Linked DNA regions of Mus musculus: regions 2, 3, 4, 5 and 6 are each linked to region 1. The links are chromatin contacts, called in public promoter capture Hi-C maps. All regions are on one chromosome and are shown on one strand. Each heading gives the region's core, a stretch centred on a gene start, on an enhancer-like site or on the middle of the called end of the contact. The rest is flanking DNA. Distances are from core to core; before and after follow the strand shown.

The links. Promoter capture Hi-C pulls out the DNA fragments that hold promoters and counts their contacts.
Region 2: a promoter capture Hi-C map of pre-B cells shows a contact between it and region 1, with 4 times the contacts expected there. The contact joins the promoter of Lzts3 here to the promoter of Pcna in region 1. A contact is called at or near these places in 3 of 39 promoter capture datasets (liver, maxillary cranial neural crest and pre-B cells).
Region 3: a contact with region 1 is called in a promoter capture Hi-C map of pre-B cells, with 4 times the contacts expected there. The contact joins the promoter of Itpa here to the promoter of Pcna in region 1. A contact is called at or near these places in 4 of 39 promoter capture datasets (cranial neural crest, embryonic stem cells, liver and 1 more).
Region 4: a promoter capture Hi-C map of pre-B cells shows a contact between it and region 1, with 4 times the contacts expected there. The contact joins the promoter of Atrn here to the promoter of Pcna in region 1. A contact is called at or near these places in 3 of 39 promoter capture datasets (fetal liver, liver and pre-B cells).
Region 5: a contact with region 1 is called in a promoter capture Hi-C map of pre-B cells. The contact joins the promoter of Cdc25b here to the promoter of Pcna in region 1. A contact is called at or near these places in 1 of 39 promoter capture datasets (pre-B cells) and 4 of 115 datasets of contacts at active chromatin or transcription factors (astrocytes, embryonic forebrain, forebrain and 1 more).
Region 6: a promoter capture Hi-C map of cranial neural crest shows a contact between it and region 1. The contact joins the promoter of Mavs here to the promoter of Pcna in region 1. A contact is called at or near these places in 1 of 39 promoter capture datasets (cranial neural crest) and 1 of 115 datasets of contacts at active chromatin or transcription factors (astrocytes).

What each region holds. Positions count from the first base shown.
Region 1 is chr2:132,250,298-132,255,453 of GRCm38.p6, forward strand. It overlaps Pcna (proliferating cell nuclear antigen), which reads right to left and starts at 2,883. Exons shown (of 6, transcript NM_011045.2): 1 at 2,519-2,883; 2 at 1,606-1,703; 3 at 1,394-1,461; 4 at 947-1,141. The coding sequence starts at 2,739. It also overlaps a transcript of Cds2 not described here.
Region 2 is chr2:130,639,779-130,644,934 of GRCm38.p6, forward strand. It overlaps Lzts3 (leucine zipper, putative tumor suppressor family member 3), which reads right to left and starts at 3,066. Exons shown (of 5, transcript NM_197945.4): 1 at 2,943-3,066. The region is part of intron 2 of Gm52563 (a long non-coding RNA gene); the gene reads left to right.
Region 3 is chr2:130,664,760-130,669,915 of GRCm38.p6, forward strand. It overlaps Itpa (inosine triphosphatase (nucleoside triphosphate pyrophosphatase)), which reads left to right and starts at 3,043. Exons shown (of 8, transcript NM_025922.3): 1 at 3,043-3,176. The coding sequence starts at 3,111.
Region 4 is chr2:130,903,493-130,908,648 of GRCm38.p6, forward strand. Atrn (attractin) reads left to right here and starts at 3,003. Exons shown (of 29, transcript NM_009730.3): 1 at 3,003-3,475. The coding sequence starts at 3,069. A730017L22Rik (RIKEN cDNA A730017L22 gene) reads right to left here and starts at 2,904. Exons shown (of 3, transcript NR_015523.2): 1 at 2,719-2,904.
Region 5 is chr2:131,183,981-131,189,136 of GRCm38.p6, forward strand. It overlaps Cdc25b (cell division cycle 25B), which reads left to right and starts at 2,968. Exons shown (of 16, transcript NM_023117.4): 1 at 2,968-3,400; 2 at 4,126-4,247; 3 at 5,099-5,150. The coding sequence starts at 3,201.
Region 6 is chr2:131,231,736-131,236,891 of GRCm38.p6, forward strand. It overlaps Mavs (mitochondrial antiviral signaling protein), which reads left to right and starts at 2,328. Exons shown (of 7, transcript NM_001206385.1): 1 at 2,328-2,392.

The sequences.
Region 1 (5,156 bases), core at 1,633-4,132:
AAATGCTTGCACATCAGACAAATACTGATGAATTACATGTCAGTATTTGAGAACTGAGGAGCTGAAGTTGATATGGAAGTAGAAATAATTCAGCAGATTAAGGTTAAGAACTAGTTCTTGGGTTGTGTGTTTATCTATGTTCGAATTCTTACACTTTCATTTACTTTAAATTCATGCAGAGGCCAAGTAACACCTTATATTTACCTTAAATACTTGCAGTAAGCACTCTGAATTTCACTATACTAAACCCTAAAAATCCTATTTAGTTCAGACTTCTGTGTGTAATTCTGATGCTCAGGCTAGCTAGCAAAACTTAAAAAAGAAAAAAAAAAGTGTAGCCATGAAATATACATTGGATTCCTGAGAAAAAGCCTCGATTCAGGGATACTTAGAAATTAAAGAGGCCTAGTATGTTCTACTTGAATGAGGAGGACTCGGAGAACATCTTCCTTTGCCTTCCCAATTTCTTCCTCATTCTTTTTGAGCTAGATTTTCTGCCAGGTTGACTTTAAGCTGAGAATCTTCCTGCTGTAGCTTTGAGTACTACAGTTGTGGGTTTGAGACATCATGCCCAGCTTTCTCTATGGATGTAACTGTCAAGAGCATTTAATACAACTCTTTCCACATTTTGTGAAGTCTTTCTTATTTCCCTTGGGACTGCAAATACTCTTGAACCTGCAACACATAAAGCTACATACACCCCCAACCATTTTCTTTTGCTCACTTGCCAACCCTCACTTATTTGCCAAGAGTATTTCCAGGAAGCAAAAGGCTGTACACTTAGCTTTCCAAATGCTACCTGTAAAAGCTTATGGAGTCGTCTCTGAGCTCTAAGATAGCTTGGTCTACTCAAGACTCCATCTCAAAATGAATGAATAAATAAAAACAAAAGCCGAGGCTCCATCCCTGCTTCAGACACCTAACTGGACGCCCCCTTACTACTCACCGCCTCCTCTTCTTTATCCACATTACTTGTTTGTGACAACTTAATGTTCCCATTGCCAAGCTCTCCACTTGCAGAAAACTTCACCCCATTCTTTGCACAGGATATCACAACAGCATCTCCAATGTGGCTAAGGTCTCGGCATATACGTGCAAATTCACCCGACGGCATCTTTATTACACAGCTGTACTCCTGTTCCTGTAAACCCACAAGTTAAAGGTCAGTCTAGAAAAGGGGGAAGGCTCAGCTTCATGTTCTCAAGATTTAGCATCTTAACCAGAACTCAGAATGCAAGACTTCTGGTTTCTTTAAAACTCAATCAACTTTAGACTGCTGTGGTTTAGTGAAATGGCAGTGTGCCATTCATCCCCAATACCACCACTCCACTCAGAACACGCATCAGCTGGTATCACAGCAGGGTAACACACAATCAGAAACAAGGTAACTCACTGGGATTCCAAGTTGCTCCACATCTAAGTCCATTAACTTCATTTCATAGTCTGAAACTTTCTCTTGATCTACCAAAAGAAGGAAAATGTTACCAAAGCACACCACACGGTCCTATCTATGATGGAAATTTTACAATATTGTTAATATTTTTTTTTGGTTTTGAGAAACAGAAACAACACGTAACTACCGAGTTTTAAAGGTGTTTAACTTACTTGGTGCTTCGAATACTAGTGCTAAGGTGTCTGCATTATCTTCAGCCCTTAATGTAATGATGTCTTCATTACCAGCACATTTTAGAATTTTGGACATGCTAGGGGGGAAAAAAAAAAAGACAGGCTTTATCAACATGTAATCCACATCTATATTTTAAAAAGCAATTACAAGTTGTACCATTTCACACTCACGGTTGGAGAACTGTTAAAGGGGCTAAGGGTACCCCAAACTCTCTCAGGGGTGAAGCAAATTACCGGGTATATGTGATTCTTAAAACCGACTTAGTAAAATGCACTAAAAGCCAACATTCGAGAAAGCATCTTTTTGAGCGGGGTGTCCTTGGTTTCTAGTGTACTGGAGAATGTGCCCCATCACGTCTGGCCTTTTCGTAAATCTTTCAAAATGTATACAAGTGGCACTAATCCATGTATCTGTACTAAAATAAGTCACACACTGTCCTTGAACACGTATACAGGAGGCACTAACCTAGGTAGCTGTAGCAAAGTTAAAAGCTAAAACTGACAGATTTCCCCTCAAATCCATGATGCGCAGTGAGACTCTGGAAGTCAAGAAAAGGTCTATTGTCACTCTAAGTCGACATTACATTTGCACTAAGACTCGTTTATTAGGCGCTAAGACCAGCCACTCAAAGCTGCAGGCATTTAATGAGCACAGCTCCGGAGCACTCATTTTCCCGCGGACTCCCGCTTTGTGGCTTTGGCGCGGAAACAGAGTGGGCGCCACTGCCAGCGCGGGCTTTTCGGAACCGCGCGCTTTGGTGAGGGCTGCCCCCGACACCATAGACCAATCAGAAAGCGCGGATGGCCAAGCCAGCCAATGAGCGTGCAGAGTCACAGCCCCGCCAAGAGCGGAAGCGGGAAGAGTGGGGCCCCGCTCCCGCCACCCGCTCACCTGGTGAGGTTCACGCCCATGGCTAGGTTGCGGTCGCAGCGGTATGTGTCGAAGCCTTCGGAGCGCAGAGTAAGCTGTACCAAGGAGACGTGAGACGAGTCCATGCTCTGCAGGTTCACGCCGCCCGAGCTGACGTCCCAGCAGGCCTCATTGATGAGGTCTTTGAGAGCCTCCAGCACCTTCTTCAGGATGGAGCCCTGGATCAGGCGTGCCTCAAACATGGTGGCGGAGTTGTGGCGACTAGATGAGAGCTACTCTAAGAGGAACGAGGTCTGGCTGCCAAGGTCCCCCGATTCACGATGCAGAAGCGGCAGCGAAGGCCTACAGCGACAACTACCAACCCTCTGCGCCCGCAACCGTCTAATGCCGCGGCTTCCTAGGCGCGCGCCTTTTCCCTGCGCGAGGTCATGACGCCACAGCGCTGATCCACCCACCTCTCCTCAAGGACCAATCGTACCCGTGGTTTGAGCAAGGCCCGCCCCACCGCGTATGCAAAGGCGGGGCTGCGGGGTAGGAGCCTGGGAGGCGAGGGGCATCACGGGGTTCGCGTAGGCTGTCGTCACCGCCCAAGTTTGTGGGAGTTTAGGCTGCAGTTTCCATCCTTAGGAAGTTTCCGCGCCACGGAAGTGGAAGTCACAGGCAAATCGAGCTGTGCGCGGCGGCCTGCCTTGAAGCTGGAGAGTATTTTAAACACTACGGAGCGTTTTCCCTAACGTAAGAAATACGCTGCAAAATATCGAGTAATAAAGAGGCCACCATATTTTAACACCCCTACCCCCCCCCCCATTTCATATCACTTTTCTGTGTGCGTCGCTCTGAACTTTTCTCTCTAAAGACTAAAAAAATACCTCTTAACGTGAACGCTTCTCCAAAGAAGATACCAAGTCCATATGTATCACGTAATTATTTTCCTTTTATGTCTGGTTCTCTACATTTTTCTAAAGGTAGATATTACTAGTATTTTCATCTTAATTTTAGGCTGAAGATGAACCCGAGCCTGAGCCCCATCCTGAAAATGTTAGCTGTTGCAGGTGGAGCGTCTTTCATATGTCCCTGGGCTGCAGCATTTTGTTCTACTAAAGTTTTTTTGTTTTTTTGTTTTTCCTATTGATTATGAGGATGGGGAAGAACTGACTGCAGGTAGATTAACATCATTTACAAAAGGATATAGAGTTTTTCAATTTCTCATGTTTTTTTCTTTTGGTTTTGGTGGTAGGTAAAATATATTTGATAATGAAAGTGTAATACTTTAATGTGAAACTTGATAGTTTCCATTTGGAATGCCTCTTCTAACTGTATAGAAGTTGGTTGAGTTGTGAAGAAAGCTTTTGGTGTGTGATGTTTTATTTATGTGTGTAAGGGTTTTTTGTTTGTTTGCTTTTCACTAATAAGGTATATACAATTTCAGAAAGTTAAAAGGACCGTTTTAGCTGGTGAGAGTGATTAGTGATTATAATTCCAGCACATGGGAAGGCTGAGGTCGGAGGGCCTAGATTTAAACTCACCTTGGACTATCTACCAAGACTGACCAAAGGGGAAAAAGTTTACATAGGAGCATATTAATTCCATTTCATGTTCATTTATTCTTTCCTTATTCACTGCATTTCCCTTTAGTTTGTCTTGTTTGATTTTTCTTTTCCTGGCTTGGGGATTTAGCCAGAAAACTGTATAACTTATTGAGCTATAGCCTCAGCCTGTTAAGAGTCTCCATAATTTTTTGAGGCTTGCATCAAACTCACTCTGTTATCCATGCTGGCCTTGAACTCACAATTTGATGCCACAGTCTGGCATCAAGCTTAACTCTTTAGTTTCATTTAATATCTTGGTTTGTAGGATTTCTCAGCTTTTTTTTTCTTTTATTCTTTTCACCATATATCTAGGTATGCTGAGACACAAATGTATTAATCACTCTCACAGTATTGAAGATTCATTGATTCCATCAGGTCTAGAATACTCTCGACCACTCTGATGGCAAGTGTTCGGTTTCCCTACACTGTTCACTGCCCGGCGTGTGGATTTTACAGAACTTTAGATCTATTCAGTTGTTTTGTTTTGTTTTGTTTTGTTTGAGATAAGGGTCTCTCATGTTCCCTGGCTGTACTGGAGTTTGCTTGGTAGACCAGGCTGGCAAATTTGACTTTTTAAAATTGGTGTGTATGCATCCAGCCCAGCATTTATGTCAGCTTATAAGGTGCATCATTATTTTATGCAGCACAAACGAGGAAAACTGTCAAACTACCACACAGTGCTATATCACATACAATTTTGATACTATAATAGTTACAAATAAAAACAGTTATGGGCTGGAGACATGGCTCAGTGGTTAAGAGTACTTGCTGTTCTTCCAAAGGTCCCGAGTTCAATTCCCAGAACCTGCATGGCAGCTCACAGCTGTGTGATGCCATCCTCTGGTGTACATGCAGGAAAGGACCTGTATTTGTATAAATGCATAAATAAATAAATCTTTAAAATATTGAATACAATTTTTTTAAAATTAAAAACAAAACCCAGAAAACCCCACTACTATACTTTCAGCCCCCACCCCTTAATCATATATTACCCTTGTGGGTATCTTTTAAGAAAAACATGGGAGCCGGGCGTGGTGGCTCACGCCTTTAATCCCAGCACTTGGGAGGCA
Region 2 (5,156 bases), core at 1,816-4,315, 1.6 Mb before region 1:
TCCTGAGTAACTTTGTGAGCCTGAGGCTCGTGGTTGACTACGTCCCTACCAAGATCCCAGATTCAATCCCTAGTACAAATATATATCAGGAAGAAGAGGAGGACAAGAAGGAAGATAGGCAGGAAGACAGCAGGAGCAGCAGCGAGCAGCCTAAGCCACCTGAGGGGGTCGCTTGAGTCCAGAAGTTTGATGCAATGATGAGAACCAAGTAAAATTCCATCTCAAAAAACAAAGGAAGAGGGAGGGAGGGAGGGAGGGAGGGAGGGAGGGAGGGAGGGAGGGAGGGAGGGAGGAAGGAAGGAAGGAAGGGAGGGAAGGAGGAAGGAAGGAAGGGAAGAAGGAAGGAAGGACACAAGGGCAGTTACCAGTGTTGAAAAGAAATATTCCAAAAGGTAAAACTGGAGTTGAGGAGCGTGGCCTGAATTTAGCAGCTGAGAACATCATTGATGTCTATGTCAAAATGGCTTCAGAAAAGCTGTGTAAAACAAAAGCAGACGGAGCAAAGGGATGGCCAAGTGTTGAGAAGAGAGGATAGAGGAGGCCTGCACTGAAGGAAGTGTGGAATCAAAGGCTTTTCTTTCTCTTCTAAAAGTAACCCTGAAAGCTGGACGTGGTGGCATTCAGGCAAAGACACATCAAGAGTTCAAGGCCCACCTGTAGCGTATACTGAGGTAGAGTCTAGTCTAGGCTGCATGAGATTGTGCCTCCAAAAACAAACAGCGGAAAATAGAATAATTAATCAACAGGCTGGGGAGATGGCTCAGTAAGACTGCCTGCTGCGCGAGCATGGTTACCTGAGTCTGAATCCCCAGAAGCCACCTAAAAAGCCAGTGACACTGGTGCCTGTAACCACAGTGCTATGGAGGGCTGAGACTGGAGGATCTCAGAGAGTTGCTTGCTGCCAGCCTAGCTCTGGCTTCAGTGAGAGACTCTCAAGGGAATGAAGCAGGCAGAGACAGAGCAGAACACCCATGATCTTGCTGTGTGTGCATATACATACATTTCCCCAAAATCCAAACAACATTTTGATAGGAATTAAAAATTAGATAGCAACACTGAAGGCAGGCACCTCCAGGGAAACAAGGCAGAACACTAGCAAGGGAACTGCACCAGAGGCTGCAGAGGAAGGAGCAAACACCAGGAGTGAGCATGTTGACTGAGTGACAGGGGTAACATGGTGAGTGTTTGGGAAGATCTTTATAAACTGCGAAGTGCACACCCTTTCTGAGTGCCAAGGAACCAGAGTTTGGAGGGGGTCACATGTCACTGCATCACTCTGCTTCAGTCGAGCCTTCTCAGGTTCTTGGGGTCCTAGACATTGTCCTGAGGCTCCCTTCTCAGGTTCTATGTGAGGACAGCTTTGCAGTCAACCCATAGGCAATTCCCACAGAGTTCCTTGCCACAGTTCTAACCTGCCAACGTCAACATCTTATAGCCACTCCCTGCCCCTTGCCTCTTCCAACCTCAGGCTCCTGCAAATTCTTTCCTCAAAACCTTGGTAGAGTTGGAAGGACAAGGAGTGGAATCTCTTTCCCTGGCAAGTAGGAACTGAGGGGAGAGGAGGGGCTGAGAGCCCTCTTTAGGACTTGAGGCTTGAGGAGGACTGCCCTAGGTGACAGTGTGATCTGCAAGGGCAGTTGAACCGCATCACTCTGGGATGATAGCCTGTTGCCTGAGCCTGCCTCCATTTCTGTTCTATCAACCCTCAGTGCCTGTGACATTACAATACTAGCAGTCAGAGGGGCCAAATGGACTCTGGCTAAACCCTTCCCCGAGCAGGGTCAAGGGCCTTAGAATTCCTGCAGCATCAGCTCCAGGTGTAAATCACAGCTCAGCTACGAAACCTCAAGCAGACTCAAATTCTCACACCTACCTTACAGCGATTTTTTAAAAAGGAAACGGATTATGTGTAAAATCCATGGTATTCTTTTTGGCACCCACAACCAAGTAGAGTTTGTAGCAGAGTCTCTAAGGCCTCTCTTGATATCCACCCTGTATTTCTCCTGAAAGCAGCTCTTCACTCCACACATGACCTCTTCTCAGCTCTCTGCCCAGCCTACATTCTTCTGGAACCAGTCCAAATACTCCTCAGCATCCTTGGTACCCAAGAGGTCTTGGAGCACTTAGCTCAGGATGACCCAGGGAGATTTCACTGTGAGCCTTCCCCATTGGAAGCCTGTGTTACCCCAGGGGTCTCTGGACCCCCCCCCCCCGGCATCATGAAAATGCAAGGCCAATACTTGTGGGGATGTTGGTTATGAGCAATGTCAATAGGAAATGAATGCAGACATAGAAACAAGGAAAAGCTTCCAGGAAGGATTAAGGGAAGGGATTCAGGGAGCAGAACTTCTTGGTTGGGATGTGTGAGGGGAGATTCATCTTCCCTTGGAAATGTGGGCACCTGCAGGGGAAGAGGCCCATCCCCTAGATCCTGACTCTGATGAAGCCAGTGCTTCAGTGCTGAAGGTACTGACAGCACACCCCCACCCACCCGCTCACACAGGAGCCTGCCTCAGCTGTGCATGTGTGTGTCAGAGTGTGTGGGGGGGGAGGGGGAGGGTCGCCATTCACTAGCACATAGACCCCAGCCACAAAATCTCTGCAAAGGTGCCACAGAGGTCTCCGCGGTTGGAGAAATTCCACCCATACCTCCCTCGGTTCTCCACCAACGCGCGTGGCCCCCGGGGGGGGGCGGGGTGCAGAGAGAAGAGGTGACATAATCCGGGCCGCACCCCCTCCGGCCGCCACCCCCCCCTCCCCGCGCGCCGGTTGAAGCGTCCATGACATCATCGGCCTCATCCCCCCCCAGCTCCCCGGTACCCTAGCAGCGGGACGCGCCCCCTCCCCAGCTTCCCACCGGCCAGAAGCAGCGAGCGATGCAGCGGGCATGGTGACCTGAGGGAGAACCTGGAGGGGCACCCCGGCAGGCCTGTATCACTTACTCACTGCCTCAGAGTCCGGCGCAGAGGCTCAGACACCGGCGCTAGCTGTCCCGCTCTCTGGCGCAGCCCGAAGCCCGCCCCACAGGGCGCGCGGCGCGGCCGGGCTCTGCTCTTGGCCCCTCCCGCCCCGCGCCCGGCCCGCCCACCAGCGGCTGCGGCAAACGCGGGCCCGCCCTCCGGCCACGCCCCCGGGACCCGCCAATCCTGGACGGGGGTGGGACTCGGTGCCTTAACCCCTTTGGTCGCTGAGCGCCGGCCCGCCTGCCCAAAAGGCTGGGTGGCAGATACTCGGCCTCAGTCCGTTAGCCACTGTACCAAATTCTTGGGGTCAATCCCCAATTTCTGTCCTACCAGAAATCCAGCAAATTCCTACTCTCTTTGAACCCCGTATCTGGGTGTATGAGCCCTTTGGTTTATGGACAACCTTGTTTGGACTCTAGATTCAACTCCTGCACCAGCTATTCCCTGTGCAGCAGATGTCCTAAATCCTTCAAATATGGGACTGGACAGATGGCTTAGTGGTCAAGGGCACTGGCTGCTCTTCCATAGAACCTGGGTTTAATTCGCAGCACCCACATGATAACTAGTTACAAGGGATTGGACACCTTCTGGCCTCTGCAGGTGCTGCACAAACATATGGTCGAAACAACCATACACTGAATTAAAAAATAATTAAGGGGGGGGAAAAAAACCAAAAAACCCTGAAGAGCCTTCAAACCTACAAGATGCGGGGGTGTGAAGGCACCTGTGACTATGATCTAGGTGGAGGCAAGAGCCAATAAATTGACCAATTTAAAACTTGACGCTACAGGAAATTTGTATTTTATACCTTGTGCCCCGTGCCTGCTGTAAAACTAACAAACCCCATCCTAAAAAGAGATTGAGTAAAGACTTTATCTTTGACTCAGATCAACACCTTGGCAAGTGCAGGTGGCATACACTAAAGGGGTTGCCAGCTGCCCAGGAAAACTTCCTAAAGGAAGCACTCAGCCTTCAACTATGCCCTTGGTCTGATCAGTATGAGGAAGCAAGCTAGGCCCAGGCTTCCGCCTTAGCAAAAGGCTGTAGGTTGTGATTGTGATAACTGATGAGTTTAGCCATCCTATGACATAGGACTATGTCATAGATTTTAATTTTTTTTGCCTTTTTAAACAATTGTTTTTATTTCCTATAGTGAATTTAATGAATTCCTGTTTTCAGTTCTAATGATTGCTTTTAAATGTATTAAGTAAATGCCTTTAATCCCAGAACTTGAGAGACAGAGGCAGGGTCTCTGAGACCGATTCTAACCTGGTCTACAGATCGAGTTCCAAGACAGCCAGGGCTACATAGAGAAAAACACTGTCTCAAAAAACCAAAACCAAAACCCAAAACCCAAACCAAACCAAACCAAAAAACCAAAAAGCCAACCAACCAAAAAAACCAATCAACCAATCCAAATAAGGAAGTATATTAAATAAACTAAGATCTTATTGTCATTAGCCAATGACAGATCATTTATATATTCTACAACTCTGTGAACTGAGTGTCATGGAAATGTGATGATCCTCATGGTTTGTGGCCACCATATTACAAGATATTCATTTAGGTCAGAGAGGTAACGTGTCATCCTTGTTTTAAGCAGATGAGTCCAGCTTTGCTACCCCTTTCAGTGAGAAGAGGATGAGAAGAGAACAGAATATGGGAAGAATCCCCAGGAGACATTTTCTTTTCCTCCTCCTCCTCCTCCTCCTCCTCCTCCTCCTCCTCCTCCTCCTCCTCCTCCTCTTTTTCCCTGAGGCAGGGTCTCTCTATAGAGGCATGGCTGTATGGGAACTCACCATCTAGACCAGGCCTCAAATTCAGAGACACCTGACGGCCTCTGCCTACCAAGTACTGGGGTTAGAGGTCTGTGCTACCAGGCAAGAGAAAGTTTTGATTGGCCCACAACAACATGTATTTCGAGACGTTATTGTGAGGGATTTTGTTTGTTTGGTTGGTTGGTTTTTTTCTCTGTATAGCTCTGGCTATCCTAGAACTCACTCTGTAGACCAGGCTGGCCTCGAACTCAGAAATCCACCTGCCTCTGCCTCCCAAGTGCTGGGATTAAAGGCGTGCACCACTACCGCTCGGCTGTTTGTTTTTTAAGACTGGGTCTCACTAGGTAGCTCTGGCTGTCTGGCTGGCCTGGAATTCCCTATGTATTCACCATGGCCCTTAAGTCAGAGATCCCTT
Region 3 (5,156 bases), core at 1,793-4,292, 1.6 Mb before region 1:
CGGAGACCAACATTTCAAGGTCGTCTCTGGCTATATGGCAACATGGAGGTCGTCTGCATTTAATGACGCTGACTGCTCTTCCAGTGGGCCAGGGTTCAGTTCGCAGCACCCACATAGTGGCTTACAACCTTCTATTACTTCAATTCCAGGGGACCCAAAACCCTCTTCAGACCCTCTCGAGTGTCAGGCACGCAGGTTATACACAGATATGCATACCTGCGAAACACTCATACACGTCAAATAAGTGTTTAAGAAAAAAAGAAAGAAAAAGGAAGAAAATAGTGGGGCGAGTAAGTAGGGGACTAAGCTGGGGTTGTAGATTAGTAGTAGAGCACTCATGGCCAAGGCCCTTAGTTTAATTTGGAGCACTGAAAAATGCAACGTGTGTACGAATATCTTATTAATACTGCAAGTTAGGCATCCATTGTATTACTTTCTGTAAATGTGGAATGTTTTGTAATTTGTTTCTCAATGTTGATAAACCTAAGGCCTTCCAGGCGTCAGGCAAGCGCTGTTACGGTAAGCTTTATCTCTAGCACCTACGTTCTTTCCGTATATTTGGAGATTTAGATCCATGTTCGGCTGAAGGTTGAGGCTTTGCTGGAATTTTATCGCAGCTGCCCCCCACCTTTAGTTGTTTGGTTTTGTTCTGAGACAGGGTATCTGGTAGCCTAGGCTGGCCTTGGACTTGGTGTATAGTAGATGGTGACTTTAAACTGATCCTTTGCTTCTGCCTCATAAGTGCCTGGATTATATGGGAGTACAGGTGTGCACCCTGATGTCCAGACGCTCCTCCATCTTTTGAGGATGGGTTGTTTTGTTTTAGTTCTTTGAGCTCTCATTATATGGCCCTGCCTGGCCTAGAACTCAATATGTACACAAGGCTGGCCACAAACTTAGAGGGATCTGCTTGCCTCTTCCTTGGTTATAATTAAAGGCATGTGGCACCACAGACCTGCCTGGCTCCTGAATTATTATTATTTTTTTTCCGAGACAGGGTTTCTCTGTGTAGCCCTGGCTGTCCTGGAACTCACTCTGTAGACCAGGCTGACCTCGAACTCAGAAATCCACCTGCCTCTGCCTCCCAAGTGCTGGGATTAAAGGCGTGTGCCACCACACCTGGCTGGCTTCTTAACAAATGTTATTTTATATGTGATATATATATATATATATATATGTATATTAATTACCTGGCCTATATATGTAATATATATGCTTATATGTGATTATATATATATATAAAATCTAGTACCTGTTCTCTCTCTCTCTCTCTCTCTCTATATATATATATATACATATATATATATATATATATATATATATATATATATTTGTGTGTGTTTGTGACTTCTTGGATGTTAAATGCCTCAGCTTCTCTCTCTCTCTCTCTCTCTCTCTCTCTAACCTTTGCTTTAAAAACCTCTACTTCTCCACTTTTCTGAGGATTCCCTTTAACTTCATGAAAGAGAGAGACAAGTGACATGCAGGAAGGGCCATGTTACTCAGCCCAGCCTTTCCCAGCCAACTCTAATGAACCACAGGTCCTCAAAAAATAACACCATCGAGGGGCAGTGAAGAGGACACTATGATCTGTCTCCAAAGACACTGTATACAGCAAAGCTTCTGAATTGTGTAACACGCAATATTAAGGTCACGAGCAAAGATTTGAGGAGAACATAGCTTTGGCTACTCTGTGAGGACAGCTCTAGAGTTTAAGAAAAACTCATTAGTGGGCTGGGTATGTGGCTCAGTGGTACAGTGCTTGCCTAAGTCCCATAAGCCCCTTAAGTAAGTTGCATCTATATAACAATACCCAAGGCTGTACAAGGTTAATAACATTAAGCTAAACAGCCAGGCTTGATTAGGATTCTATTGTTTGTGTGTGTGATTCTGGGGGCCAAACCCAGGACCTTGGTCATGCTATGCAAATGTTCTACCATCAAGCTACATCCCTGACACCATATATAGCCCAGGCTAGCCTTTAATTCATGATCTTCCTGCTTTAATCTCAGTGCTGGGATTATAAATGGCCACACTTCCAGCTAGCACCCTGTACTTTTGTTTTGTTTTTTGTTTTTCGAGACAGGGTTTCTCTGTATAGCCCTGGCTGTCCTGGAACTCACTTTGTAGACCAGGCTGACCTCGAACTCAGAAATCCACCTGCCTCTGCCTCCCGAGTGCTGGGATTAAAGGCGTGCGCCACCATGCTCGGCTTTTTTTTTTTTTTAAGATGTTTTTTATATGTATGAGTGTTTAGCTGCTCGTATGTGCGCTGCATTATATATGCCTAGTGCCTTCAGAAACCAGAAGAGGGCAATGCATTCCCAGGAACTGGAGTTACAGACAACTGAAAACCACCATGTGGTGCTGGGAACACAACTAACTCTGGAAGAGCAGTCATGTACTTAACCGCTTGGCCATCTCTCCAGCTTGAGCTTACAACTTTCAGAGAACCTAGGCTCAGTTCCCAACATCCACACCAGGCAGCTCAAAAGCACTTGTAACTCCAGTTTCAGGGAATGCGACACCCTCTTCTTGAAGGGGCTCATGCACTCACAGGGTAGGGCTAAGAGGGTCACTCATCTTCCTTGGTGTGTTCCCAATGCAAAGGCTGAGGTGACGGAATAGAGAAGGGATAGGGTTAGCTGGGCAAGAAAAAAGGAGTCGAAACACTAGCTATCAAGCCTAACACGTAAAAGACTGCTTGGTTATGCTGTCTTAAGTTCGCAGTGAGGTTCGGATAGACTCCCAGGCTTACAGCCCTTGTCTAAAAGATAGTCTTTCTCAACAGAGTTGGAGGTGCCGGAGGGGCGCCACCACAGCCGACACCCGTCAGGGCGCGGGTTCTTGGCTCCCCGGAGTTGCTTAGCAGAGGATCTGCGCGCTGATAGACCTCTCCACCCCTCAGCGCGTCCCAAGCGCCTCAGACACAGGCTGCGGGATGCTCATCTGCCGCGGCTGCCACCTCCCGGATGTTGGCAGCAGTAGCCGGAGGCAAGCTTCAGGCATCCGATAGGGCCGGAAACCGAGCTACCTACTTCCGCCTCCGGCCGGAAGTACCTTCCCGGCAAAGGGTTACTGGGCATTCTGGACCGTAACCCTCGCTTGCAATGGCTGCGTCTTTGGTCGGGAAGAAGATCGTGTTTGTGACGGGAAACGCCAAGAAGCTGGAGGAGGTGTTGTGGGGTGTGGAGACTGTCTCGGAGGCGGGTGGTGATTGGGCTGCTGGGCTTTCACCAGGGATGCACGGGAGAGAAGGCGGGAAACGAGGCTACGAGTTGTAGCCTCGGGGAGTGTGGGGTTTGCCCCTGGCTGTGTTGAAGGTCTGGGCTTGGGGAGAGACCGCCGTGGAGTGTGGCGCCTTGAGGGTCAGAGGAATTTTTTTTTTATATATATAATCATTATTTTGGAGATAATGACTCGTGTAGTCCAGGCTAGTCTGACCCTGTTGTGTAGCCAGAACTGACTTTATTCTCTTGACCCTCCTGGCTTCCGAATTCTGGGGCTGCACGCATGCTCCACCTCACGAGTTTTTTAGATGAGCTGGTAAAGTCAGCAGGCTATAGGAGCTGGAGTAGTGACATGTGTGACAAAGATAAATTACCCCTGAAGCCCTAGATTTTAAACCTGAGTTCAGACACCTCCCCTCCTGAAAAGCAGTGTGTGTGTGTGGGGGGGGGGTAATGGAGGGATGTTGATCCAAATTGAGTATAGTTCCATCTACCCTTCCATATCTGAGATGTGTAATACCTCATAAGAATCATGGCTGACATGAATGAGGAAAGGCACTTGCCAGTCAAGACTGACCTGAGTTCAATCCCCAGGACACATGGGAAAGCCAGATGTGTGTAGCAGCACACTTCTGTAACTCCTCAAGATGGGAGGGAGAGGCTGAAGAATCCTCAAAGCTTGAAAGCTAGCCAACTTGAGGTACCCATAGCAGCAGAAATGCTGCCTACCAATTCACTGCATTCTTAAACTGAGGACAAAGGGACCTTTAATCCAAGTTACACCAGGCAAATGTTCCTCTTTCTGCCATTTTTTCATGACAACCTGATAATCCAAAACTGGCTATAGTGAACCTTTTATTCTGCTTGCTTTGGGACATAAAGCTAGTCTAAAAGTATGCTTGGCAGCGCTTCCTGAAATGAACACATCTCAGTATGTGTTTTCCAGAATCCCATGCTGTGGTCATCATATCCTCCTCCATCTGCCTCTCTCTAAAGCATGAGGCACTCACAGGCGTTTCTTAGTAGGGTTTGGCACGGTAGCTCTGACAAGGTTTCACTTTCTGGGAGAATAACACTGTTGTGTTATAGATAAAAGTCAGCAGTAGAAAGACTCGGGTTTAAAAAAAAAAAAAAAAGAATCATGGCTGACCACAGTATAACAAAAGGCAGGTTAACAAAAGAAAAATGTGACAAGTTTGTCAAAACTCTACATGCTACAGCTTTTAGAACAAAGACCCAGAGGCTTTATTTAATTTTCTTCTGACTTTGGATCTAACCCAGGACTTAAAGCCAATGATTATCTTCCTCCTTATTCCCTCGTGACAGAGTCTCAAACCTAGAGTGTGCTCTTTGGTGGGGTAGCAAGCTCAAGCAATCCGCCTGTCTCTGCCTCCTCCGGGGCTGAGGTTACAGGTAGCACGACTGTCCCAGACTTTTATGTGGTGCAAGGGACCAGAACTTAGGTCACCGTGCTTGTGTTGGCGAGTGCTCTTCCCATTGAGTCACTACCACAGCACAACATGCCCAGTTAAAAAATTAACTTACTTTATGAGTTTGCATATATGTCTGTGCCTGTGGAGACCTGGAGAGGGCGTTGGATCTGCTGAGACTGGAGTTACAGATGGTTGTGAGCCACCCTGTGGGTGTTAGGAACCAAATTGGGGTTCTCTGTAAGGGCAACAGGTGTCCTTAACCACTGAGCCATCTCTCGAGCCCCATGTCTCCCCTCCCCCATCTCTTGAAAAAGGGACTCTCTACCTGAGTTGGCCTTGAACTTCTGATCTTCCCTCCCTTTAACCTGCCTAGGGACAAGGATTTGGAATGACAGGTGCAGCACTTTCCTGACTGCAACTCAGAAGTTTCCTTCCACCTCCCTGCCCTTAAAAAAGTATTTTAATTATGTTTATGTGTTGGGGGTGGGGCATG
Region 4 (5,156 bases), core at 1,753-4,252, 1.3 Mb before region 1:
GTCATGTACCACCATGAGTAGTCTCACCAGCCCTTTCTTGATGAATTCTTAATTGGGTCTACATCACTAGACCTCTTGTCCTTGTTGAAAGTGAGTTACAGGATATGTTAGTTTTTTGTTGTGTAACCAGTCATTCCCATTACTGGCTTAAACAAGTACTCTTACTTATTTTGCTCATATACTAGTAACTTGTGTTTGGCAGGGAGTCCTTGTCTTGGCTACTTGATTATCTGGTACTCAAGTGAGACGTCTTGAGTGGCTGTAGATTAGAAAGGTTGGAGCATAGCTACCTTCTAGTATGGCAATTTCAGAAAAGTGGAATTCTTTGATGGCCCCTGGCTTTCCCCAGAGCAAGTGTTCCGAGACAGCTGGAAAGAATCGTCAAGATTTTGTGTGACCCAGGAATCTCAGACTGGAAAATCCCAGAAAGGCTTCCTCTCTTCATGGCAGGAGACAGTGTTAGCCTCTTTTGTGCTTCTGTGAGCAAAATGCCCTGGCAAAAGCAACTTAAGGGAAGAAGTATCTATTTTGGCTCTTGTTAACAGAAGGATTTCAGTCTCTCACACAGGGAAGGCGTGGCAGAGTTCCCAGCTGTCTGTGGCAGAGAGACGCATGGAGTGGAGGATGGCTTACATGGTAGCAATACAGAATAAGGGAAAGCAAGGAGAACCAGAGGCAGGAGCACGCTCCAAGGCAGCGCAGCCCACAGGCTTCCAAACAGTGCCAGAAGCAGGGAGCTAAGGGTAAAACAGGAGCGGGGGCCGTGGGGAGAGGGGGAGAGGCGGGCACGGGGATAGGTGAGATTCAATAGGAGACGTTGTAACTGTGTAGTCTACCACATGACCATGGTAGGTCCATGTCTCCTGCTTCCTTCTTTCATCATATACAGCCGTATGTAGAACACAGTAGAGGAGAAAGAGAAAAGACAAAGAAATGAACAAATGTGAAGACTGGAATCTGGTTTGGAGCCCTGGGATAGCTGGGGTGAGGCTGCTGTGTATGCAGTTCAGCTCTACCAGGCCTTCAGGGGATGCAGAGTGAGCAAGGTCAGGGCCTGCGCTGGACACTGGTGTCTGACTATGGGTGCACTCCAATTCTCTACTCCCAGGTTAATCAGAGAGGTTTCATACATGTATGTGAGGTTTTCTTTGTTTTCCAGGACCAGGTGCCCAAACTCTCAAGTACCTGCATAAGTATACTCTGCACAGCCCAAGATTATGAGGCAAAGTTCTGATTAGCCTCTCTAAAGCAGGCTGAAACATTGCTTGAAAGAGCAATGGGCCTCTCACTGGATGAGACACAGGAAAGATTTGTTCCTATTTAGATAATGTAGACTTGATGAGAAATCTTGCTTGTCAACTTGACTGTATCTGGGATCAACAACAACACAAGCACATAGGCATTCTTGGGAAGAACTGGTTTTTCTTTTTAAGACTAGGATTCTCTATGTAGCCCTGGCTGTTCTGGAATTCACTCTGTAGACCAGGCTGGCCTCACAGAGATCCACCTGCCTCTGCCTCTCAAGTGCTGGGATTAAAGGTGTGGGCCACCATTTCTTGGGCATGAAGAATTGTCTTAATCAGATTACCTGAAGCAGGAAGACTCATTCTAAATCTGTGTAGCACTTTCTCATGGCAGATAAGAGGACAGAGAAGAAGAAACTTTGCTTTCTGTCTGCTTGTTCTTATTCTTGGAGGGAAGGTCATCTATCAAGTTTCTGCAGCGTTACCTCACTGATATTAGAACTGACTTCTTTGGATCAGCAGTGAGATCTCCAGGAATCTTTTAGGACTCCAGCACCGAATTGGGACTGTGGAGTCCAGTCTTGTGGATCAAGCACCTTTCTAGGGTGGGACAGCCATTGTTGAACTACTTGGACTGCATCCTGTAAGCCAACTAAATAGATCTCTATCTATCTATCTATCTATCTATCTATTCTTTTAGTGGAACAACTCAGATGGCTAAAACAACCCATATGGCTTCTTCACTCAGTGACTGTTCTTCCAGCTATAAGCTTACCAGATTCATTTGCCTGGGACCTTTTCTCTCCATATGACCTCTGTATGAATCTTTCCAAGGTGGAAGAGCAGGAGAATCCCAGGACAACAAATAAACAAATACCTCCCAAACCAGACCAAGCAACAAAAGAAACAAAAAATAAGATCAGAGCTGGAACTGACACGTTATCTCTTTACCATATCCTTCTATCGGTTTAATATAGTCAAGGTCCAGCGTACATTCCAGGGTAGTGGCCCATACAAGGTTATGCTATTGGGAAGTATGTATCATTGGGAGTAGGAGAGGCACTGGCGTTAGCAAGAAGGGTGTGCAAGCTGAGAGCGCTCCCGGTAATTCTGGGCTGTTCTTTCTTCAGAGAATATGGATAGGTCGTGGGGTACAAGATAATGCTAAACTTCTCCTGCAGAATTTAAGGTACACATAGACATGGTCTGCCACTGGTTCAATCCGCTCGCTATCAAGGAAAGCCTGGCTGTGTGTGCATTCAGTCAGTTACACATCTATTCATATGCAGGTGCTTAATTAACACACGTGCCATTTTGTTATCCCTAGTTTAGAAACGCGAATGCAGTAAGTACTACTTCTTCAGGTCTCAGCTAGCAACACACGACATCATTAGCCTTTTGGGTCCGGTTTCTCACCAAAATGGAGTTGGGGTTATAAGCTGAGCTTTGGAGGCGTCCAAAGGGTAACACTTACCACAGTCAGCTTGTCTAGCAGAGCCAGGCAGCCACTGTAAGGAGGTACTGGCTAACTCGTCGTAGCGCGGTGCGGAAAGCAAAGAGCCTCCGTAGACTAGGCGATGTTCATCCGCGCTAAGACCCTGGCATTGAGCAGGTCTACATGCTGGGCACGCCGGAAGACCACGGCCCTGGTCCCGCCCCCGCGCATGCCAGCCCCGCCCCTGCCCGACGCACAGCGGGAGCCCCGCCTTGGATATGGACCCGCCGGGCCACCGTCGCCCGGCCCCGCCTAGCACGGCCAGGCGAAGGGGAGCCGGCGTGCGGGGTGTGTATGTGTTCGCTGGGCGCCGGCTCAGCCCCAGGAAGATGGTGGCGGTGGCGGCGGCGGCGGCGACTGAGGCGCGGCTGAGGGGGAGCACGACGGCGACAGCAGCGCCTGCGGGCAGGAAGGGCAGGCAGCACCGACCCTGCACCGCGACAGGGGCCTGGAGGCCGGGACCGCGCGCCCGGCTGTGTCTACCGCGGGTGCTGTCGCGGGCGCTGCCCCCGCCGCCGCTGCTGCCGCTGCTCTTTTCGCTGCTGCTGCTGCCGCTGCCCCGGGAGGCCGAGGCCGCTGCGGTGGCGGCGGCGGTGTCGGGCTCGGCCGCAGCCGAGGCCAAGGAATGTGACCGGCCGTGTGTCAACGGCGGCCGCTGCAACCCTGGCACCGGCCAGTGCGTCTGCCCCACGGGCTGGGTGGGCGAGCAATGCCAGCACTGCGGGGGCCGCTTCAGGTGAGTGCGGGTGGGGAGTGCAGGCCCAGCCTGATGTTCCAGGCCCAAGGCAGGTGCAGGGCTTGAAATCGCGAGGGTAGAATTTGCCCCACTGTGTTTGATGATGGCTTGCCTCCTGGAGGGATGTTCATTTGGTGGCCTTCGGGTCTGCCTGTGGTGGAAGATTGAGAAGGAACGGGAACACTCGGGAGGCATTTGTTGCTGTGGGTTAGATGTGGGTCCTGAAGAGTATAAAAGCCCACCTCGAAAACGGGCTTATTTAGGATAAATGAGGTATCAAGGAAACGGTGAGTGAGTGAGTTCTTCAGCACTTGCCTTTGACCAGCCCAAGAGATTGGAGATATGTGTGTCTGGAAGAAGTACAGCCGAGGAAGTGACATGTTGGGTGAAAATAGAAGGTAAGGCTGGGTTGTAAGATTTCAGGGATAAAAGTACCATTGGTTGTTGTTCCAAGGAAAGTGAAGAAACTAGTTTTTGGATCCTCACTGTTGGCCTATTGGAACGGGGTTGTCTAGAGAGGAGAATCCTATTAGCCCTAGATTCTCCACAACATGCAGTTGGCTTGGTTTGGGGCAGAACCTCTTGGAGAGATCACTTTTTAATTAGCTTTTATCTATTATTTGCTTCTGTTGTGAGAGAATTTTTGGATAATGCACACAGGTAGATCCATCATCCAGAGTTTGATGTGGTCCACAAGAAGTTAGGAACACAGCAAGGGGAAGTTATAAGACCTACAGTGTCATCCATATCTCAGGCAGATATTTGTTGACTGGGTTCCCCATTTGACGTGGGAAAGTGAGGGAATGTGAACGTGGCGTAGGATTGATTCTTGCTCCAATTGATCTTATGTTCTAGTGAGGGCTGACAGGCAGTCAACACGTAACTAGGCAAAAGGAATGAGCAGGATAATTTCAGATAGTGGTAAATGCTAAAAGCAAAATACAAACAGGTGGTCGGTCTTCCAGGATTCCGATAAGTGGTGACATTAGAAGCCACCCATTTGAGTGTCATTTGATCTGAGTGAGGCCTGAACCTGGCATAAGAGAACCTGTGGAAATGAAGGGGCAGAGAGTGTGTGACTGGCTAGCAGTAAGCAGAGAAGTCTCGGAGGAGGAGGAGGAGGAGGTGACATTGAATTTGAGCATGTGAGGTTAAGTAGGATTTGCAAGCGTGAAGTTGGGGAGAAGAATTCCAAATGGAAAAAAAAAGCTGCAGACATAGTGGTAGAGTCCAGAAGGTGGAGTTTTGCCAGTGCCCCTGTAGTAGAAGAGAGTTGTAAGGGAGAAGCTTGGAATGTTAAAGTAATAGATCTCTGTTAGATCTTCTAGGGGACTCAGAGATCAGTGGCAAGATGAACTCTTAAGTTTTACAATGGAGAAACCAAGGAACCTCAGCACCAGTGTTTCGGGGGTTGGTCTAATAGTTTAGCGTGTTGTGATTTTAGGCTTCGAGATACAGTGGTAAACAAGTTGTATGTAATTTTATTCTTGTAGAACTTAACTTTTCGTTTGGGAGTAAAAAATACCATAATGGAGCTGGAGAGCTGGCTCAGTGGTTAAGAGTACTTGTTGCTCTTGCAGAGGACTGGGGTTAGGTTCCCAGCACCTACATGGTGGCTCATGATCATTTATGACTCTAGTTCCAGGGGATGTCATGCCTTCTTCTGACTTCAGGCACCAGG
Region 5 (5,156 bases), core at 1,718-4,217, 1.1 Mb before region 1:
AGGTCAGCATAGTATGTGAGGAACACAAGGGGTAGGGTGTTTCCAAATGAGGGATTTGCTGGGCAGAATTGATGAAGTTACAGGAGCAGAACACAAACACAGGTTATTTCTAATGACCTCCTAAAACAAAAACATGGTTGCAAGGTGGGCGTACTAAGGTAGTTATAAGTTAGATCTAGGTCGTCACAAAGGTAGGATTGCAAGATGCTTATAAATAACTTTTTGAAACAAGGACATGATTGCCATTCCTGGGACAGGCAGTACAGATCCATTTGTAGTTAAGGCTACAGGTGGGATAGAGCCCAGTGCTTGAGAAACAGAGATTTAATCATAAACAGGAATAAACTAGTTTGTCTTTACTATAAGATGATGTTTAAGACTAAGATGGAGCCTTAGGCTTGCCTAAGGCTGGTTCTTCAATTTTCTTTCCCCAGAATACTCTAGTTTGTGTCAAGTTGACAAAACAAACAAACAAACAAACAACTAACCAGCAAAATAATATTTTAACATAGTAGATTAAATATAATACTAAAATTAAAATATAAAAGTAAAACTTACTATCTTTACTATATTTATGTATATTTTTGCTGTGTTATGAACAGATGTCAGGAACCAGGCCTTTGCGCATGCTAGGCAAACAGTCTACCACTGAGACACACCTCAGGCCCTTTTTTATTTTTTGTTGGTAGTAGTTTGGGGTTGCTTGTTTGAGACAGGACCTTACTCTACAGCCTAGGCTGGCCTTGAACTCTCAATGACCCTCACTCCTCTCTTCTGCCTCCATGAGGTTACAGAGTACAGGAGGCCAGCTTCCCTTTTGCCTTTTGCATGTGGCTACTAGGAAATTTTTAATTCTGTTTGTGGCCATCATCCATGTCTGCCACCATGTTTCCTTTGGCTAAATATGAATCGTCTTCAGGAGATGATACAAGAAATTTCTCACAATACTGTTTCTGAAGACTTAGTGGTGGGGCTGGCTGCCTTTCATGTCATATGATGTCATCCTTTGTCAGAGTTTTTGGTGGCTCAAAAACTTAACATGCCACAGCTAAGAAAAAAAAAAAAAGATGTGTGTTAGGGAACCAGTAGAGGAAACAAAGTTTCTAAAAAGGCCCTGGAGAGATGGCTCTGAGGTTAATAATACTACCTGCTCTAGTAGAGGACCCAGGTTTGACTCCCAGCACATTCATGGCAGCTCAGGACCATCTGTTCAGGGGATCTGATGGCCTCTTCTGTCCTGCACAGGCACCAAGCAGGCAAATGGTGTACAGACAGGTAAAGCACCTATACACATAAAACTCTGCAGGTTGCAGCGTAAGATTTTAACATGCCAGTAGTGGCACTTCATACCCGTAATCCCAACACTCAGGAATCAAAAACAGCCCGATCACCATAAATTTGAAGCCAGCTTACTCTATATACAGAGCCAGAAGCCAGCTGGGTCTGCATAATATAACACTCCTCTCCCTAATCTCAAAAAGAGCAAATCTTTTAACTGATCTCTAGGGATTAGTTTTTGTTGTTATTATTTTGTTGTTATTACCCTCAAAAACCAACACAGCATGGCCCCTCCTCACCTAGAAGGGTGTGTGTGCTGGGATGCAGGTTGAGGGGAAAACAGCTATGTTGGTTTTGAAAATACAATCCTCAGAGCGATTTTATTCCAGGTCTTTGGAATGGAAGACCTTGTGGGGTCACATTTCTCTCCCTGTGCTGGCACTAAGGGCTGTAGGTCTGGACCTTGTCCTTTGACAGGAATAAGAAATGGGTCCCCAATAGCAGTATATAAGTTCCTAACATAGCACAGGAACTGGGCAAAATGTTGAAAGAAAAGAGCGGTCATGGCTCCTACTTTGGTCACTGCACTCAGGTGTGGCTAGTGTCGTCCTCCTTCACACACAGCTGAACCTCTTAGACCCCATCCCTACCCTTCATTACCCTTTTGCCATCCCTACCTGGTGGTGGTTAAAACAGTGAAGGCTGCTCTCAGCTCCTACATCCTGTACTGCACCCCACAACCCGTCCCAGAAGCCACACCTTCACTGCAGAATTTGAAAAAGTTCTCAACTGCCCACTAGGTCCTTCCCAGCTCATTCCAGGAAAACAGACTCAGCTGCAAGGTGATTAGGTCATTAGAAAACGCTCATTGTAAACTAATAGCAAATTCAGCCTCTTTCACCTTCAAAGAAACACTAAATATGGTGCTATTAACCCCAAATTAGCCAAGTGGGTGTGAGATTTTTTTCCCCCTAGTTGGGTTCTCTGGTGGCATGTCCCAACTGTGTGTTGCAGAAATCATTGCCTAAATCTAAGCGTCTAATTCTCAGGAGAATAGGCTCAGTGGGGTCACATCTAAACTCTGGTGCCCCAGAACCCAGCAGTTCCACTGTGCCTCGCAAAGGGCTGCCAGCAAACGACTGCAGCTGCTCTGTGAGGTCCAGGGGCGATGACAGGAGGCTGCACCATCAGCGGAGTCCCTGAGGGAGCTTCTATGTCTCTGCCACTCAACCGAACCTGTGACCTTAAACGAGTTAAAGAGCTTTTCAACGCTGGGGTCTGTGAACTGGACAGGGAACGCAGTGCTCACAGCATACTTGGCAAACGTCCTGGGCTCAAGCAGAGCGTCGCACCGTCCCTTACTGATGAACGTGCATGATGGTAAACGTTGAGGGCTCCTTATGAGGCCACCTTAGGGGATGACTACTCCCTCTGAGGGTAGAGGGCTGCTCCCACCTCCAAACCCTGTTCCAGGAGGCAATATCCTGGAGGCCCAGGATTCTCGCGTCAATGGGAGCGGGCGGGGCCGGGGCGGTACGTGTGGGGCAGGGGGTTAACCCAACTCCCCGAGTCACCCTAAGAAGCCAGGCGAGCAGAAGTAGCTGGTCCAGCCTCAGCCTCAGCCCCGCCCTTGGTCCCGCCCTCCCGGAACCGGCGCCCCCATTGGTGGCGTCTGGCGGCGCTGCCGCTGTTATTTTTCGAATATATAAGGAGGTGGAGGTGGCAGCTGCCCAGCTCGGCGTCCTCCCCTCCCTTCCTCCCCACATCCCTCTCCTCACTCCCAGGCCCATTGCTCTTCCTCCCTCCCTTCCCTCCCTCCTTCCCCTCACCCCAGGCTCACTCTCGGAGCTGAGCCAGCTGGGTCGGCGTCTGCTGGCCGCTGTACTGTGGCCCTCTAGCTAGCCTTTGCCCGCCCCGCCACGATGGAGGTACCCCTGCAGAAGTCTGCGCCGGGTTCAGCTCTCAGTCCTGCCCGCGTGCTGGGTGGCATTCAGCGGCCGCGCCACCTCTCGGTCTTTGAGTTTGAGTCTGATGGCTTCCTGGGGTCTCCGGAGCCTACAGCTTCCTCCTCTCCGGTTACCACTCTTACACAGACCATGCACAACCTCGCTGGGCTCGGCAGGTAGGATGCCCCAAGGGAGCTGGGTGTGGTAGTGGAATGGGAGGCCCGGATCAGGAGAGACTAGGCACCAGAGCTTAGAAGTGCAGAACTCCAACCCCTTTAGCCTTGTTTCAGTGACATGGGACGAGTGTGCTCTATGCGACTTACACCCTCGATATGAACGTCTAAGGATCATTTACCTCACTGCTCCTTCATTGTGCCTCCTGCACACTATCCTTAGGCAGAGGACCATGAGGTTGGCATAGAAGTGGGTCTTAAAAGGTTGTGCCCTGCTCTTTGAAAGCACCCAGTATCTGCCTAAGGCTTAAACTGACAAAAGACTGACCACCTCCTTAACCGTGCCTGTGGGGTCCCAGGTGGGTGGTCCAGCTGCACTAGAAAGCCAGGTCTTGCTTAGCTGTTGCCTCCAGGAAAACGCTGGATAGGTGAGGATGTGACAAGCAGGAGAATGGTCTACAGAGCTTCTGGACTGTCTCCTGCCCATCCTCCTCGCTCTTCCAGACCCTTAGAAGGGTCTTTCCTGAACCAGTCAAACCAGAGAAGACGCTCCTGGGCCTCAGTGGAATGAAAATCTTTGACCTGAGATACAGGCTAGTCCTAGGATCACCTCTCCGTGATAATGGGCCTGTCATAGTTAGGGAATACATGGGAGCATGGACCCATCAGCTTCCAAATCCAACATCCATTTCTTTTTCTCCTCCTCTGTGCCTCTTCTCCTTTCCTAGTGAGCCTCCAAAAGCTCAAGTAGGAAGCCTGTCGTTCCAGAACAGGCTGGCAGACCTATCCCTGTCCAGGCGCACCTCTGAGTGCTCCCTGTCATCTGAGTCCTCAGAATCTTCGGATGCAGGTAAGGTCCAGGGCCCCTAGTAGGGGTCCCACACACCACCACCACCACCACCACCACCACCACCACCACCAGAAGAGATCCGAGAACTTCCTGGACCTTCTAAATTCTCTGCCCATTAGATCACCGTCCTTTCCACAGCCTGATGGACCCAGAGTCTTTTCCCACCTTGCCTTCAAAACTATGAAGAAAACAAACCTCTTGTGGGTCTTACCACACCCAATCTAAACTGGGAGCCTGAGGAAGGATGGCTCTTGGTAGGAGATGGTATCTTACCTATTTGAAACCTAGCGGTGAAGCCACTAAACTACAGCTCCACCCAGAAGGCACTCAGTACCAAAAGTCGGTCCTTGTGAAACATTCTCTTAAGCTGTAGCTTTTTCTCCTTAGAAAACCATTATCAAATGCTTAGGAAGCCTTGTACTTAAAAAATAAAAACAGGGCTGGCAAGATGGCTCAGCGGCGAAGAGCACTGACTGCTTTTCTGAAGGTCCTGAGTTCAAATCCCAGCAACCACATGGTAGCTCACAACCATCTGTAATGAGATCTGATACCCTCTTCTGGTGTGTCTGAAGAGAGCTACAGTGTACTTACATATAATAATAAATAAATCTTTAAAAACAAACAAACAAAAAACAAAAGCAAAACAAAAACTGTAGATACCTTTTCCATAGTAAATGGAGACTGTAGCCCTGTGTCCTTTTGGGGGCAATGTCCCATGCTTAGGGTTCATAAGTAGGTTTTGTTTCATTAAGGTATGTCTTGATCTTAAGTAGAAAGAGGTTTCTCTATCTTGGGGGAAAAGTAAGCAGGGAGGGCTGCTACTTGCAAGCCAAGGTTCTCTGTCCCACCAGGTCTGTGCATGGACTCCCCCAGCCCTGTGGACCCGCAGATGGCAGAGCGCACGTGAGT
Region 6 (5,156 bases), core at 1,078-3,577, 1.0 Mb before region 1:
CCAAAAGCACACTCCTATAATATTTCTGTGTTTAAAAAACAAACAGACAAAATTCCAGAATTCTCACTACATTTCTAAGATGGAAATCTCAATGGCCAGTATCCAGATGGATTTTACATTTGAAGTATGGCCAATGTGGCTCACAATGCCGGAGGCATGACACTGTCCCTTGTGTAGATTTTTATCTTTTTATTTTTTAAAGATTTATTTACTTATTTTATGTATGTGAGTACACTGTAGCTATACAGATGATTGTGAGCCTTCATGTGGTTGTTGGGAATTAAATTTTTAGGTCCTCTGCTTGCTCCAGTCAACCCCTCCCTCAGTCTCTGCTTGCTCCGGCCCAAAGATTTCTTTATTATTATATGTAAGTACACTGTAGCTGACTTCAGATTCACCAGAAGAGGGTGTCAGATCTCATTACGGGTGTTTGTGAGCCACCATGTGGTTGCTGGGATTTGAACTCAGGATTTTCGGAAGAGCAGTCAGCGCTCTTACCCTCTGAGCCATCTCACCAGTCCTCCTTGTCTAGATTTTTAAAAGAGGTGTTGATAGACGATTGGGAACCATGCAGGCCAGGAAGCTGGATTGTTACAATGACCTTCGTGGTTCAGCAAGGACAAGGCTATCTATAACTGCATTTAGACGCTGGTCCTCACAGGCCTGGTGCTCTTTTTGCAAGAATTAAATAAGAGGCCCTTGTTGCTTTCAACAAGACTAAGTCACTAAACCTCACTTCAGAGTTGTTTTTTACATTTTCAAATTTGTTTTGTAGGGACAGGCAGTTGTGGACATCAGAAAACAGCTCTGGGGAGTTCTTCTACCATGTCTGTCCCAGGCAATGAATCTTATGTGTGATTTGCATATGCTGAAGGTTGTGAACAGCTACCAAGAACAGTGTGGTTTGAATGAAAAAGGCCCCTATTGGCTCATAGGGAGTGGCATTATTAGGAGATGAGGCTTTATTGGAGTGGGTGTGGCCTTGTTGAAGAAATTCAGAAGCTCCACCTAGGCTCAGTGACTTGCTCTTCCTTCTTGCTGCCTGAGGATGCAGAGGCAGAACTCTCCGCCCCTCTACAGCACCATGTCTGCCTGCTATGGTGCCTACTTCACCTTGCTTCCTGCCATGACCACATTGAACTAAACCTCTGTACTGTAAGCAAATGCCAATTAAATTTTCTAAGAGTTGCCATGCTCATGATGTCTCTTCATAGCAACGGGAACCCTAACTAAAACAAACAGTAATAAAATCTAATTTCATTCAAAGAGTTCCAGCATGGTGGCAGCTCTAACCTCAGTGCTCCCTTAGGCTTGTCTTTAAAACTGTATTAGATAGGAGATTATAGCATTAAGTATGTCATTGATGCATTTTTCAGCTTTTTTCCTGTTTTATATTTATGATGGGAGGGGTGATAAATGCCAATGCTTTTTGGAGTTAGTTCTCTTTCCATTATGCAGATTACAGTGGTCAGACTCAGATCTCTGGCTTGGCAAAAAGTGCCCTTACCTGCTGAGCCATCTCACCAGCCCCAGTTGATATATTTTTACATGTGCTCCAGCTGCGTACTCTCCACCTACATCGAGTTATAAGACATTTCTACCATCTAGCCGTGCTGAGGTAACTGATTTCTTTTTAACTATGTTCGTTTTTTACTTCTGGTTGAAAGAATTGACTGGAAGCGAAAAGCTTTCGTTCCTTTGTCTCTGTAAGCCAGTGGAGGTCAGAGGAGTCGGGTTACCCTGGTGTTGGAGCTATAAGCGGTTGTAGCTTGGTGCATATCCCCAGATAGATGCAGTCTTTTGCTGCATCCTGTTCCTACCAGCCCAGCTGGTGTCATCTGGCTAGGCACTCATGTCCCTATGACATTTTGTGCGACACTACGTTTATGGAGCACTGGAGACATAGGAGCAGATCACATGAAGACCCTCTCTCCTCCAGTACTTGGCTAGAAGATCTGCTTTGCCTGAGGAATGGAACGGAATCTAAGAACTGCAGTTTTCTGGGTATCTGGACTTCCCCTGAAAAGTGTTCTAGACTAAGCAGGAAGAAACAATCTCCCTAATGCACCTGCAGGAAATCAGAAGAGACCTCAAGCAAGGCCTGCGGGGCACCAGCCGCTAGACCAGCCGCTCCGGAACATCAGGACTCATCCACTGGCCCTGCGACCGGCCTAGCTCAGCTCCGCCCAGGCATCCCCAGCCCAGCCAACAGCCGTACTTCCAACTCTATCACAGTCTGGCTCTGCCAGGCCAATGACTGCGCTTCCGATCCCGCCCCTCCTCCCCACGCCTGACCAATAGCTGCGTGGCTGGCTTCGTCCCGCCCCCTTCATCTGCGAGGGCTCTGCACAGTCGAACGCGGTCAACCTGTTGCCTAGTCTGGTTTCTCTTGGTAAGTTTGCAGCCTGGGCGTCGGTGCTCAGGACTCTGTGTTCACTGAGATCCTTCAGGGAGGGAACCTTGGCTAGGGCCAGTTACGCCTGGGAGTCCGCATGGGCGCCCTGGGCCTGGGCGCGTGGGGTCGGAGAGGCTCCTGAACTAGGGGAGAATGAGGTCGGCCACACACGGATTCGCGACCCCGGCAGTTCCTTGATCCGCATCCAGCACCTTTAGCAAGCAGGTAGGTGGTGCCGAGAGTTTGCCCAGGCTGGACAGAAAGAACCTCGGAGTGCCCCCTGCTTCTCCCAGGCCCTGGTGACTCGAGCGAGGCCTGGCTACGAGCAACGACCTGTGGCAGCCGCGCCAGGGAGTAGGCCTGCCAGTCCGGGCTACGGCCTGATCCTGGATCTGGGCAGTTGCAGGCAATAACATCTGTTCAAAACAGCCTCCCTGCACTTGGAGACCTGAGTCCCGACAGGAATCTAGTCCGAGGCCAGGAGACTTGTCCCTCGGGAGTGTGGATATTTATTTCCACGACCCGGACAGAAGCTCTGTGGAAGTCAGGTCGGAAGCTTTGCTGTGTCCAGGACACTCTTGCCACCTCCCTTTCTGTTATAAGAAAGGGTCTGATATAAGAAAGAAGTTTGAGGAAAAGGATGAAATCAAAAGAAAGCAGAAAACAATGTTCTTTGGATACCGGGAAGCTTCAAAAACTTGAAGGGCATTCAGCCTCGATCTCAGAACTCAGGTGAATGTCAGTAAGGGCAGCATTGATGCCAGTTGTGTCTGAGAGACTTTTATGTCTTCAAAGAGCCTAAATGCTGCATCTTCTCACCCTATAGTCACATCCCCAGGCAGTGACCTTGGTGTAAAGAGGGGCTTTGTGGTTTTCCTGCTGCAGGGACCTCTATGCTGTTAGGTCATGGCAACAAGTCTGGGTACAAATTCCACACTGCAGGTCAGCCGTGTAGCTTGGTATCACTTCCTCTCTTGTGATTGTGTTAAAGGACATAAGTAAAAGGACCTCAGGCTGCCTCTGTTAACAGAGAACCTTCGAGAAATGAATAACTGTGAGCTTCCTCTGCTTTTGGTGGGGCTCCATGCCACTCCCCGCCCCCAGGCTGCATTCAGAGTTGTGGTTGGACTGCAGAAAACCAATAATTTGACTCCCTCATCGTCACATCTTTCTAGGTGACCTGGGAAAGGGGGAGGAAGGGTTTCATCAGGCTGGCCTCTACAGAGGCCTCATTTTTCATCCCCTGAAGGCTCAACAGACCTCAATCTTATCTCCTTGATCTCCCAGCCTTCCATCCTTAGCTCTTTGTAGGAATGTAGCATTTGGTAGTTAGCAGTGGCAGAGGTCACTAGGCAGAACTGGCACCCCGCCTCCCACGTGGCAGGGGCCTGCACCTGCAACAGCCGTGGGTACTCCCTGCACTGTCTCTCAGAGGCCTCAGACTCCATGATGGGCACTTGGTTCCCTCTTCTATCCCTTCCTTCTTCTCTCCTGAACAATACTCTTGGAAACCAACAGCTTGTTAAACTTGTCAAAACGGAGCTCTGAAGGGCCATCTTTCCATGGCTTCTTACTGCCTTCCCTAGAGTTGAGTAAATGGCACCTTCCTTGCCCCACTTCCCAAGAAGCCATGTTTGATTGCCACCCTACCTCCCTTGTCTACAAAGCACCAGGAATATAGCTGCTCATCCCCTCTGTTGCCACCCGGGCCACACCCTTCATCATCCTCTCACAGGGCCCTGACTTGTCACCCTCCTTCCATCCTGGGCTTCTCAAAGACCTTAGAACCTCCAGAGAGTTCTGCAGTGCAAATCAGAGCCCAGGCTCTCCAGTGGTTCCCCATATCACATCAAGTAAAACCCAAAGTCCTTCCCACAACACCTTACGTGCTGGTGGCCTCTTTGACCTTGACCTCTGTCCTTCCCCTCAGCTTTAAACGTCACTCACCTAGATTCTCTTCACTCCAGATTCCATCCCATCTTAGAACTTTGGCATCTGCTTTGCCTTCTGCCCCAGACTCCAGTCTTTTCACAATGGAAAATCATTCAGTGAGATGTTACCAATCGCGGCTTTCCTGGATCACCTCTGTTTAAGCAGGGATTTCCTCCTGGAGTTCTGTCCCACTGTCTCCTTTTACTTTCTAAATAATCAGACTTACTTCCTGGGCTTGTCATTTGGGTATGTGCTAATGGATCTGGTGCCTGTTCCACTCCAATGGTACTTAAATTGGATGTGGCATATCTTGTCTCTCTTCTCCCCAAGGTGGAGGACAGCTAAGAGACAAGTAATCAAAACACGTGATTACAGATGGTGGTGCTTCGTAAGCAATGCTTGCATTTAAGGCACTGCCAATGTCTAAATGGTGGGATGGCTCAGTAGGTAAAACTGCACGCTGTGCACTCCTGACAACCCGAGTTCAATCCCTGGAAGCCAAGGTGGAAGGAGAGAGCCAAATCACAAAAAAATCGTCCTCCAATTTTCATGTGTATGCTGTGACATGTGTGCACACATTACACACCTATCGTATACATGCAATAATAAATGAGTGAACAGATAAAAGTGGTGTATTTTTTAAAATGTAAGCTTAGATGTTCTGGAAAAAAGGCTTAGTGGGTGAGAGCACTGCCTGCTTTCCCAGAGGACCAGAGTTTGAGTTCCAGTACCCACGTGGCAGCTCACGACCATCTGTGGGTGCTCTCTGCTGGCCTCTGTAGGAACATGGTACACAGACATCCATGCAGGCAAAACACTCAAGTACATA